3 separate regions of the Mus musculus genome follow, and all the other regions are linked to region 1. A link is a contact called in public HiChIP or PLAC-seq data. All regions are on one chromosome and are shown on one strand. The core of a region is the stretch at or near the end of the contact, and the rest is flanking DNA. Distances in the headings are between cores, read along the strand shown. Region 1 holds the start of Lhfp (lipoma HMGIC fusion partner). Region 2 has its middle 21 kb from the start of Gm40048. Region 3 has its middle 52 kb from the start of Gm40048.

The links. HiChIP or PLAC-seq counts read pairs in DNA pulled down with a chosen protein or histone mark.
Region 2: a contact with region 1 is called in an H3K4me3 HiChIP or PLAC-seq map of embryonic limb bud, with 7 times the contacts expected there. The contact joins the enhancer-like site here to the promoter of Lhfp in region 1. A contact is called at or near these places in 8 of 39 promoter capture datasets (the C10 cell line, the HPC-7 cell line, HPC-7-derived erythroid cells and 5 more), 4 of 484 Hi-C or Micro-C datasets (cerebellar granule neurons, cerebellum and cortical neurons), 10 of 115 datasets of contacts at active chromatin or transcription factors (craniofacial prominence, embryonic basal ganglia, embryonic forebrain and 6 more) and 3 of 9 other capture datasets (adipose tissue, embryonic stem cells and liver).
Region 3: a contact with region 1 is called in an H3K4me3 HiChIP or PLAC-seq map of embryonic limb bud, with 5 times the contacts expected there. The contact joins the enhancer-like site here to the promoter of Lhfp in region 1. A contact is called at or near these places in 8 of 39 promoter capture datasets (the C10 cell line, cranial neural crest, embryonic stem cells and 5 more), 2 of 15 datasets of contacts at CTCF or cohesin (large pre-B cells and pro-B cells), 22 of 484 Hi-C or Micro-C datasets (LSK cells, the STO cell line, cerebellar granule neurons and 13 more), 14 of 115 datasets of contacts at active chromatin or transcription factors (T-cell acute lymphoblastic leukemia, craniofacial prominence, embryonic fibroblasts and 10 more) and 2 of 9 other capture datasets (adipose tissue and liver).

Annotation. Positions count from the first base shown.
Region 1 is chr3:53,039,655-53,043,819 of GRCm38.p6, reverse strand. Lhfp (lipoma HMGIC fusion partner) reads right to left here and starts at 2,273. Exons shown (of 4, transcript NM_175386.3): 1 at 2,046-2,273; 2 at 129-701. The coding sequence starts at 513.
Region 2 is chr3:53,414,413-53,418,577 of GRCm38.p6, reverse strand. It overlaps the pseudogene Gm43471. Among named protein-coding and RNA genes, the nearest start is that of Gm40048, 21 kb to the right of the region's middle. Within about 2 kb of position 2,482, at least 23 of the 459 cell types and tissues checked have an H3K27ac peak or open chromatin away from gene starts, as enhancers often do. A contact at or near this core is called in cerebellar granule neurons, cerebellum, cortical neurons and 1 more, where this site is marked.
Region 3 is chr3:53,341,459-53,345,623 of GRCm38.p6, reverse strand. No RefSeq gene overlaps it. Among named protein-coding and RNA genes, the nearest start is that of Gm40048, 52 kb to the left of the region's middle. Within about 2 kb of position 1,788, at least 2 of the 459 cell types and tissues checked have an H3K27ac peak or open chromatin away from gene starts, as enhancers often do. A contact at or near this core is called in embryonic limb bud, where this site is marked.

The DNA of each region.
Region 1 (4,165 bases), core at 1,024-3,523:
TTCAGATCTATTTTTTCTTGTACTCCAAATGCCAATTACAACCAAGCATCAGAAGACAAATGAAACATAATTTTCTATACTGCTTTGAGATTCTATGGAAACAATTCAAGTTTGGCAAAGTCACTTACCCCCCAGGAACTGGATTCCCCCAGCCACTCTTCCTACAGTCCTGGAGATGAGTTCCGACACGCAGCAACCCATCAGGGCAGTGAGAGCCACCAGGAGCAACAGGCCGCAGCCAAGGCCTGTCACTATGGTACAGATCCTCCACTCGGTGCTGGGGATGCCCTGGAAGGAGGCATAGCGCCCACACTCCTCCACCATCACCATCATCTGCCGACTCTCATCGTGAACAGGATAGGAGCACCTCCGGAAAGTGCCAAAGGATACAGGCTTGCCTAGCTGAGACCCCCAGAGCCAGTATGGCATGAAGAACCCCACACAGGAGGTGGCAGCGGAAAGGAAGGAAAGCAAAGCCCAGATCACCCCAGTACAAGTCAGGCTGGACGCCATCTTCCAACAGGCAGTGCAATGAGGGTCCGCTGTGATTGCACTAAAGGTGTGAAGGAAGGCGTGTAGTCACAAGAAACTCCCAGGTAGTCCACCGCTCTTCAAGGCGTATGTAGCTACTTGCCGTAACAGAGTTTCAGTATTACCGCGATCAGCTTCTCATACTTTGGAGTGAAGATGGCTGGTGGCCCCTGGTAAAATGGAATAGGAAACAAGGAAAGCTAAGTATGTCTAGCATATTTACACGTCTCAAGAAGCTCCACGGTTTTCATTTAGGAAACTTCAAACTTCCTTCAACGCTTCAAAAGTGGGAAGAACTAATTCTCTCCATACGCATCTCTATACAAGTTTTGCCAAACTAGCTCAAAGCTTTTCCACGTCTTTATCTCCTGTAAAAATGCTCCCAAATTAACTCTGACAGCTATTTACTTAAAGAAACGAATGGCTTCTATTTGCCAAGCCAGTGAATTCATTTCACATACTCACATTAAAAGCAATGTAGCATTTTTTACTAGCAGGAGACATAATTCCGGATATTAAAATAAAATGGACCATACAGTAGTTTGTTTATTTGGCTTGCAAGTTCACACTTAGTTTCTAGCCACTCCTCGGCATCACTTGATGAGTGTGCCAACCAAGCAACATGATAGTGGGAACTTCATACAATTACAGAAGTACTGTAAATTTAACTAACAGTATTCACCACTCAGGTGTATACATTGGATATATAGTTACACACCCCCAGTTACTGTAAATTTAACTAACAGTATTCACCACTCGGGTGTATATATCGGGTGATATATAGTTACACACCCCCAGTACTCGATAACACTAAAAACGCCTTCTGTCTTAATTTTCCGGGGCAAATGTGTTCACGCCTCCTATTTTGACTCCTTGGCTTCAGTGCTTTCACCTGCTGGCCATTTCAGACCAAGCACTCACTCTTTTCCAATACCTAATGTCAAGTCAGCTATTCAAAAGGGTTCGATGAGGTGGGCTGGCTTGCACACCTGGCTACACTCTCCACAAAGAACACAGAAGAACACCCCCACCCCGTCGGGTTCCATCTGCAAACTGCTTCCAAACTCCAGTCTCCTACACTTTGCTCGCCCTCTGTTCTGGATTCTACCCAAAGGGGAGCTCCCTCTGGCTACGGTTTTTAAAATCGTGTCAGCTGTGAGCAGAGGCTGAAGTTGAGTTGGTCTGGGGGTTACCATTAAAGGTGGGGAGTGGGAAGAAAGGGACCTCTTTCTCAGCTGGAGTGAGTTACCCTAGTCCAGATGAACTTAAACCCACCATCCTCCCCCAAAACTGCTAGACGCACGCACCGCACCCTGGAGCACACAGGAACACACACAATGATCTCTGGATGCAAAGCGGCACGGGGAAGTTCTTGCAGCCGGCTCTGAGAAAGGGACGGATAAGGATGGAAAGGAAGGCAGCACCCCCCGGAGGCCGACAGGACCTCAGCTGAACTATGCCACTCGGAAAGACAGGAGGGACCCGGGCACGGGGCCCCGGGGCGCGCTACTTACCCGGTCGGGCGGCGGCCGCGGTCCCTCGCGAGTCCCGGGCGCAGCACAACTTGCTGTCTTTCCCTGGCGGGGACAGCGCGGCACCAAAGAAGACTGTCTTTCTTGCCTTTGCCACTATCCCGACGGAGATCGAGGCGAGTCTGGAGAGCTGGGGTGGAGGGTCAGGGGGACCCACCCGGAGAGCCCGCCGGCTGCGGCCGTGCGGCCCGGGAACACGGTGGATGCCGGCTCCAGCTTTGGCAGGCGAGGCACGCGCCGCCTCTTCCCCGCCCTCCCTTTGCCGCTGTCCCCTCCCCTCGGCCCCGCCGCGCAGTCCTGGACGCGCGAGAGTGGGGGCGGCAGACAGACTGAGAATCCAGGGAGAAAGTTGCTCGCCTTCCCCGCAGCTCCCCGGGGGCGCCGAGGCCACACCCGACCCCTGTTTGCTTTTCTGGGTCAAACCCTGGGGTCTGGGGCTGCAGTGTTCGCGCGGCCTTTATGAGGACCAGGATGGGAAGTAGCCTCAGAGATGGGGAGAGCGATGTCTATGAGCTTTAAGGGGCTCTTGAGAAGTGGTCACTTTGGAGGGCAGAGAGCATGACGGGTGTGGACATAGGAAAGAGAAGGCTGGGCACGCCATGCGAGGCTGCTGGATTCCGTGGGGGCAAAGCCAGAAAGAAAGAAGGCAGGCTACTCCCCTGCCAGCCTCTCCCAACAGCTGCAAACCTTTGGGAACTTCTTTCAAGACATTTCTCTTCCTCTTTTTCCTCTTCCTCTTTCCTGGGTTTCCCCCCACTCCCTTACCTCCCCTCTCACCCTCTCTCCTCTTTCTGCTACCCTCCTTTCTCCTCCCGTCCCCTTCCCTGCCTCTTACCCACTCCACTCCCCAACCCATGATCAGCTTTAACATCTATCTACACAACCTTTGAATTTCCTTTCTGAAATCTGCTCCTTTTGATTTCTTCTCAGGCCCTGCCCAGTTCTGACTTGCCATCAGCCTTTTTAACCCTTCGGAAGCCAGAGCCGTATTCTGTGGGTGACTGACTGACCTCTGGAGTCTCCACAGAGGACAGTTATTTTAGGAAGCTGCCATCTGGGACCAGCAACTTTTGAAGTACATACTTGCCTAGATGCAGTTTTTGTGATGTGCCTTTTTCAAAGCAGCTGGAAGTAATAACTGGGTAGGAATATATTTCATAATAAAATTTCGAGTGCACCATTGAATTGGGCGGCATCAGCTGGAGACAGGTTGTTTCAGGATTGTTTGAAAGGTTTTAAGTGATTGATTCCAAGCCTTTCCTTTGTAGGAATAGGATACAGGTAATGAGCCTCCCAGGAAAGCGATGTAATACACATTAAGTTTATCACAATAGTCTTGAGAAGAGGAAAGAATAGTTCCTGGGAGACATTTGGCAGAGTCTGGAGATATTTGGGGTAAGCATGACCCATAGACTGGGAAGGCCCTACTGGCAGCCAGTCCATAAAGCCAGGAGTCTGCTCTGTAACTACACAGGGCACACCCAGAATCATCTAGCTTGAAGTGTGAGTAGGGCCAAGGCTGGGAAGTCATGTTTCAAAATGTCACATGGTTTTTAGCTCACCCATGAACCTCAGGTTTAGAGATCTGGATTTGAAGTTTTCCTTTGTTAACGTACGTTTTTTAACTCTGCTTGTGCAAATCACCAGTTATTGAGCATGGTGGCCATATAATAACAGGTCTGACTTGTAGCTAAATACCACCGCCTGGCTATCACATATCTCATATCTATGTAATGTGGAGGTAGCAGATACCAGCCTAGACAAAATTATACAGTGGCAGCCAGACTCACCCACACACAAACACTCACTCACACACTACCCACCGGGTATCCAGTCTAGGACACTTTCTCAAGCTTAGAGGAGCTTGAGAAAGTGACATGGATTGCCAAGGAGGCGTCCGTTGCAAATTCTTTCATTACTGCGTGTCAGTACACTGGGTGTATGAATAGATGACTTCATCTAATTCTCAAAAAAAGGGAGAGAAAAGCCACGAAGGCAGTTATCATTTCACAGAGAAACAGCTGATTAACCTGTAAGCATATGATTAAAACACAGACTTCTAAAAAAAAGAAATCTCATTATTTGCATTCTATTAAGTAATG
Region 2 (4,165 bases), core at 1,233-3,732, 370 kb before region 1:
TGTCTCCAAAGTCTGCTTGGCTTGCTTCCTCACTGTTTCTTTCCTTGTGTCCTATGACTTTAACACTTCCTGGGCGTGTGGAAAAGTAATTTAATGGACTGTCTCTCTGGTTGTATTGTGTCTGATTGTGTGTGCATATGTGTGTTGTGGTATATGTGTGTTGTGGTATATATACGTGTGTGTGTGTATGTCTGTCTGTCTGTCTGTCTGTCCATCCATCTATCTCAAAAGTTATGTATGAGTGGGAAGAACTGTCAGAAGTAATATGTTCTTCAGGCCTCCTATCTGGGCAAGTGATGTCTCTGTAGATGTCAGAATTTGGTATCTGAGTGGAACTGGTTTCAGGAGCCATTGTAGATACCAAATTCTGGTTCCTTGTGTTACTTACATAAAATGTCAGTGGCAGAAGTTGATCTGCAAACATCCCTTCACACTCTTCAAGTCTCTCTCTCTCTCTCTCTCTCACGCACACACTTTTATGACAGTTGTCATCTGTACTATTGAGAGATGTGTGACAAGAAAAAGACATATGCAAGTGCTCAGTGTAGGAAGTTTGTGTTCTTCCCGTGTTTTAGGTGTGTGGTTGTTTGGTGCCAGGCTTGAAACTGCATGCAGAGAGCTGCCTCTGTCCCTATGTTAGTCACGCTCTGTTGGCTAAGATGAAGCCAGCCAGGATGCTGCGTTCCATGTGCCTCGTGTTTCCTTCGTAAGTACTGTATATTTACAGGACTCTGCTCCCATCGAAATGTCCTGCTGTGCCGGGGTACCCAAGGTCTTCTCTCCTCTGGCTATATAATACAAGTCTTTAGATTATTTAAATTAACCCAGATCTTCCTGCTTCCTCCAAATGTAGGCTCTGTTTTTACAAGCTTACCTCAAAGGTTTTCCACTTCATTTTAGCCCCATAGGAATTGCTTTGCACTGTTTTACAAGCTCAGTTAGCACGTGTGACAGAATGTTTGCTGTGTTTTATCCAGCACTTTCTGTTGTGTAATTGGAGGTCTTTATTATTTTTTTCTTTAGATGAACTATACAAATATCTTGTTGAAATGGCCTTGGTTTCCACCTTCCTTACACACACTAACACCCCCACATCTAAGGGGCCTTCCATGATTTGGGAACTTTTTTTTTCTGTGAAAAGACAGGAATAAAAATTAAATTCTTTTATCCTGTCTTTAGTCAATTGTTCAATGATCCTTTTATATATTATATATAAAGCAATAACAGAAACTTCCGGGCATATGTTGTCTACACTCATGGCTCATTAGTCACTGTTCAATGTCTCCATTTCTGATGTCGGCACAGCTGTGTCTGTGGGTCTCTGAGCTCCGCTGAAGATGAGGGAGATGAAGCTTATAAAAGAAATAACTGTTTTCAAGTGACAGTTACACAGCCACAGTTTACACGCCAGTGCTTGTTATTCCTTAGAATCTGATTCTAAAGGCTGGAGAGACAGCTCAGCTGTTAAGAGCAGTGGCTGCTCTTGCAGAGGATACAGACACAGTTCCCAGACCCACTTGGTGGTCCACAGTTATACCTAATGCCAGTCCCAGGGCATCATATGCCCTCTTCCAGCCTCTGTGGGTACTGCACAGATATGGTATGCATAAATACCTTGAGTTAAGGTACCTATACACATAAACATAAATAACTTTCTTTTTTGTTTTCTTGTTTTTGTTTTAAAGATTTATTTATTGTTATATATAAGTACACTGTAGCTGTCTTCAGACACACCGGAAGAGGGCATCAGATCTCATTACAGGTGGTTGTGAGCCACCGTGTGGTTGCTGGAATTTGAACTCAGGACCTTCAGAAGAGCAGTCAGTGCTCTTACCCGCTGAGCCACTTCTCCAGCCCAATAATTTTTGTCTACATGAAGTTGGTCTGTCACCCATCTACTGCTGGTTACATTGCCTGAGTCTGACTTATCTATTGACAGCCTTCCAGATCCTTTCCTCCCAGAGAGATTACTTTCCTTTTTGACTTTTGCTATCTGTCATCGTAATGCATCTTCTATGCTGCCTGTCTCCGAATGTGATGAGTTTTGATTTCCGAGTCTCATGGACCTCACAGTTCTCTACCAGGCAGGAGGGCCTCCACCTGACTCAAGTTGATGCTTGACTCATCTGAGCTTCCTGCTGAGACTAAAGCTTGAGGTGGAAAGCCAAGCAAGTGCCTTCTGTTTAGGTTGGGGTAAGGGTTGTGTGTGTGTGTGTGCCCGCGAGAGCTAAAGTGCATTTGTGGTCATTTGGAGATGACAGACTAAATCTCACTGCTCAGTAAGCAAGGAACAGATGGCACTGTCAGTTGTAGGCACAGGACAATCGCATGCCATATGAGCATTCCTAAACAGGGCTGCATAAGCAAACCCAAGCTGCCAGCAGTCCTTCTGATATTCAAATCCCAAGAGCCTCCCAAGAGCATATTGCACTGCATTCCACTGAACAATAAAGATTGCTTGTCACTCTGCTTCCCTTACACATTCCTTCCATTAGCCCGCTCCCCAGGGCGAGTTAGAGGAGTAACAAGCTTAGGGTTTATGAAGTCAAGTCCTTAGTCATTTGTTCTCTAAAGCAAAGCAATCCAGACACAAGGTGGTTGTAAAAATAAAAGAATAAATTCATTGCAAAAGGTGGGACTGGCAATTTCATTACATGCAATTCCTGCATGCAAACCAATACTGACTTGGAAGAGATAAGGCACACTTTTGGCCAAATACACATGGGGGCCTGAGCTGGGGAAAGTGAATGTCTAAATGCATGGTAGCCCTGCTCGCTGGGAGGGTAGAGAAAGCTGCACAGACAGAAGGTCTGGGTTGGATTTTGTGAAAGCCATCTTAAAGCTGCGAGACAAGAGGCTGTAGTTTACTAGTGATTTAACAAACCTTAAACACATGCCTTGAACAGTACTGTCTCTAATGATGACAGTCCTTTCACCCATGAAAAATTTAAAAACGAAAAATACATTAAGCAAGTTGGGAATCTAGGCATTTTCTTCTGGCTGAAGGAAGCCATAGGACTTTGACTTTGAAGATTAATATCCAACTAGAGCTTGCACAGTGCTGTTTGGGTGTAAACAGGCACTGTCACTTTGTAAAGTTAGTGCTAAATAGACTCCTGTGCTGTGTGCAGTGAGTCCACTCAAACCTCTTGACCAAAAGGCACATCTGCAATACATACAGCCGACCAATTCAGTCTTTAGGAAATGCGTGTTACAGTTATTTTATATCAGTGGCATGCCTATAGTGATCTTTTAAATCCAAAGGAGGTGCATAAATGCATTGACATAGTATTCATGAATATATATATCCTCCGATCTATACTGGACTGAGCCACCCCAACCCCAGTGATGAATTCCTAACCTTCATGTCAAGGGATTCAATGTAGGATCTTTGAGAGATACTTAGGTAAATGATGCTCAAAGGTGGATTGGCTCATGGATCTCATCAGAATCAGCTACTAATGTCTATATTGGGAACCTCTCTGAAAACATACATAATATTTCTCTACAAGTTATTGTTTTGTGTTGATTGTGCATTTGAAGTATTCAGCACATGCCAGTAACTGGGCCAAGATCAGTCTGTGACAAACGAAATCAGGAACCTGCAAGGGAACTGAAGAATCCCACCACTGGAAAGTCTATTCGCTCCCAAGCAGAACCTGCCCTGTCTATAGATTGAGAACACAATATTGTTATGTCACACTTTTAATTACTTCCTCCTAATTGGCTGCTAATAAGGTAACATTCCCCCCTCTTTATCAACTCACAGAAAAATGTAAAGTTCTTCATTTACTTTATCATGTGTAATTAAATCTGGAGGGAGGAATGATGGGGATTGAACCTAGGGTGTGCGAAGCACATGTGTTCTCCCACCAAGCCACACTCCCTGTTTCCACATATACTATGACAGAGTGAGTCACAGCTTTAAGAACCCTCAGGTAGCACAAGCCATGCAGCTCAGCTGGCAGAGCATTCATCAGGCAAGCTCTAAGCTATGGGTTCAATCCCAGAACGGCATAAATATGGGGAGGTGGCCCACGGAGAAAACTTCAGCACCCGGGAGGTAGAGGTGAAATGACCATCTTCTGCTGCACAGTGGCATCGCGAGCAGACATGTAAGATCGTGTTGCAACTAAAATAAAATCCAAAACCATTTAGAAAAATG
Region 3 (4,165 bases), core at 539-3,038, 300 kb before region 1:
TGGTGTACCTGTTTTTGAAAGGACTCTGTGTTGGAAAAGGATTTCCGACATTTCCTGGATAGACCAATACACACTGTCACCATAGTGAGAGGAATCCCAACAGGTTGCTGTTCCTTTGAACACTTTGCACTTGACTAGGCCTGGTGACGCTGGCCTTTTATTAGTACCAGAAAGTGGGTAGAGTGTGGGAACTACTCCCTGTGAGGACACCTCAGAGTTGAGGGTGACAGGCCTGGCATAATTTCATTGCATATGATTTATAATCAGGACATTAAACCCAGGCCAGTATAAACTTGATTTATGGCTTTCCAAGCTAAGTATCAGAGCTACTTCATGGGAAAGAGATGGGAGAGACTGTGCCTGTGCCTGGTCCAGGGGTTCAGTGGAGAATCTGCTGCAAATGCACCTTTGTGGAGATGACTGAAAGTTCTACAAGGATCTCCAGAGGTGCAGTGCGTGGTCATCCCAGCTGCGTAAGCTTTGAGTGGTGCCCTTGAGTGACACATGCTCTTGCAATAATCCTGCTGAGGTCATTGATACACCAAGCTGAAGTTGGATGTGACTATTTCTGCCATCTGTCACTGGGCTTCTTTTGGGGTAAATAGACATTTATTTGTGCATCCTCAGAAGTCACATAACACACGTTTGACACTGGATGTAGAGAGAGGACAGGCTGACTCAGTAGGGAAAGTGAAGTTTCAGAGCCGAAGAGCATAGTAGAAAGTAGCTGTGTAAAAGCTTTATTGCCTTGCCCAGTGCTCTTGAGAACTGAGTGCAGAGGCTGTAGGAACACAGCGTTTGTCTGTAGTATTACTCTACCTCAACATTGGGCCTGAAGCTGTTGGAGTAGAAGAAGCTACAAGATGAAGGTGAATCCGGTGGGCATCAGTATAGATACCAACTGATAAGGATGACAGAGCTTCACTCAATTCCATTTGGAGCAGCAGAGCATCTGGGATGGAAGGACACAGAAACAGTTTAGCATCACCACAAGAATTCAGGAACCCAAGTAGACACATAGGATAGGATTCAGAACCGCAGTCATCCAGCTAGCTGAGTAGATCAGGAAGAAACCGGGTGAGTGCTTATGGTTTTCCTGAGACTGCCAGTGACACCTCTGAAAGAGAACCACAGAGGTTCTGAGGGACCAAATCTGTTAGGTTCAGACTCCAGCTTAGAGAACCTGACCTAAGATTAAACTCGAGTTAACTAACAAACTGGCACCCAGTACCAGTATCCAGGCTACTACCCAATAAGACCTATATATAACACCAGTTTCCAGGTTATTCCCCAACAAATCTGCACCCCAAAGATACAAGCCTGCCCCTGACACTTCACTTCCTAACAACCACCAATCGAATGTGTATCAGGCTAGACACCCCCTTCTTGCCTCTATAAATGCTTACCTGAAACTAGGTTCGAGGCTGCACCCTCCCATTCCAATGAGTTAGAGATGGTTGTGTGGACCAAGTTTGAGCTTAAATAAAGAGACCCTAGTGCAATTGCATCAGAATCATCTCCTTGGTGGTCTTTTGGGGTTCATGAACACTTCCTGGCAAAACAGCTGATCCCCATCTCTCCCAAATGAGCGTCTCCTAATTAAGCATGTGTAGGTATAGAGACTACAGGCCTGGGATCTGAAGTGTGATAGCTCTTTCTTTTTCTTTCACTTCATAAATCCTCATGAATTAACTGGCAATCAGTGCCAGGTGCAGTCCTGCTTTCTGCCTTGCTGTTGCAGTGTGGGAATGCTGCTCGGGCAGGGGAAACTCGAGACCCTAGACTACATTTACCTTATGCAGTCATCCGGTGCTGGGCTTGTGGGAAGCACCAATGCACTGCTTAGATGGTGGGAGAATGCAGCCATGGCTTGCTGGAGGCCTCAGCTCAAGTGACATAGGCGACATAGGCTGAAGCTGAAAGCTGGGGTCACCTCACTCCTGGGCATCTAGTCACGGCTGGAAACTGCATAGAGTCAGTATGGAGGGAGCCCACAGTCCTTCGAGGAGAAGCCTAGGATTCGGGGCTTCCCAAACTCTTGGACACCCATACGCTGCTGGAAATTTCGGAGGAGTCAGAACAGAGGGGCCTGCAGGCTGAGGACAACGAAAGCCTGGGACCTGGGGGATGGAGGAACTCCTGCTTAGCTCATCAGTGATTGATCTTAGTGGTGATTGTCTGGGAGAACAGAGGGGCCTTCTGCAGGAGACTTAAGCTCTGTAGATGAAAGCTTTCTCCATGATCCCTTCAGTTGTTCTTGATGAAAGAGTCTTTGGTGACAAACTGTTCATTGATTGTTCATCATAGAAAATGGGTGCATACCACCTCCTTAGGGTGGACCAGAGATTAAATACCTTTTGCAAGAAGGAATGTCCTGGAAGGGAAGCTTATTGGCTAAACCCTCAGGGCCTCTAGGTACCTTATTAGCATGGAGAACTCTGTTCTGTGCTGTGTGACCATTGGTCATGTCCCTTTGTGGGTCACATGTTCTGGGCCAGGAATCTTCTTAGGGAGCAGGGAGATACCTACTGTCCTCAGAAGGGTGCCTGGGTACAGGGGTCTCTCTACACCCACTCAACCTTACCAAGTTTCCTGGCACAGTCCAAGGTGTCAGAATTAAGTTTGTGAGCTTCATGTGGTGGATGGCTAAAGGAAAAACAAACAGAATTGACAAATAAAATAATTTCAAATACCAGATGATCGCTACAATCCTAGAAAGTGGTGGACAGGACCAAAGACAGAAGCCAGTCTCATAAGTAATGTGTTATGTGATTTTTTTTTTTTTTTTTTAATGAGCAAATTCAGAGATCTGCCAGCAAACTGAAGCAATTCAGAACCTGGCATTTGGTGCTATGGACTCTGTGATGAATGCAGGATGCTATCATTGTGAATACACCCTCCTCAGTGAACCCAACTTTCTACAGGAAACAAACAGCTCTCTGGAAGGGTAGGATCAGTGCCGGCAAGCCGAAGAAGCGGAAGCAAGAAACCCCACCAGGAAACACCACCATGTTCACGTAACCTGATGGGTGCATGGTAGCCTTCCCTGAGAGACTGAGTCAGCTGACTCTGTATACTTCCCTTCCTTGTGGACCAAATACAGAGGATTCACTGCTTGGAGTCCTAGGACCTTATCTGTCCATTTCTGTTGTTGTTGTTTGTTTTTGGGGTTTTGTTTGCTTTTTTTTTGGGGGGGGGGCTTTTTCAAGACAGGGTTTCTCTGTATAGCCCTGGCTGTCCTGGAACTCACTTTGTAGACCAGGCTGGCCTCGAACTCAGAAATCCGCCTGCGTCTAACTCCCAAGTGCTGGGATTAAAGGCGTGCGCCACCACGTCCAGCTACCTGTCCATTTCTTTAAGTCTCTTCTGGGCTTGCTATTATTTTGGACCGGTTCTCAGTCCCCTACCGATAGCTGTCAGTGTGGGCTAGGATCTGCTAGCTCCTGGTGCAACAGATACAGACCAGGAAAGATGCTAAACGCAGGTGAAAATCAGTTTGGTGCAGTGGAAGGGGCTGCTAGTGTTTGTTCTTGCTACCAATTAGCAGGGCACCTTCAGAAAGCATCCCAGAGCTTCAGCTTCCAAAAGTAGATTTCTGCAGATGCTAACATTGCGCAATAGAAGAAAACTAAGGCAGAGAGGCCAGCTAGTGAAGGAGGAACCAACAAGCCCATCAAAGAAATGAGTCCGCCGGGTTCCATCCTCCATTCTCCGTAACCGCTGTGTGTAGTGATGACTGAGGACTGAAGGTCTAAGCAGCTTGCATGGCTCATCTGCGCCTTGGCTAATGGGCTCCTATGTTCGTGGCTTGGGTGTACCACTGTTAATGATGCATTCATCTATTTCTTACCTCGTTTTAAAAAGTGGCACAAAGCGCAGTCCTGTTACCTGCCCCTTGCAGCGGCGCTGAGACAGCCCAATTCTGTCTCCTGGAACAGTCTGCTAAGAGCTCCTATTGCTGCCCAGAGCTGTATCTCTATTGAGAACACAGTGGTGGGCCGAGCATTTGGGCCTGATTAGTGCTCCTAAAGCTCTGTTTTAACTCTTTAATGTGCGGAGTCAAGAGTCCACAGCAACCATTAATCATCCTGATAGTGAGGGATGGGATCTGTTCCCCGGAACAAGACAGGATGATGTCTTTGCACTGCTGCGCTTTAATCACAGG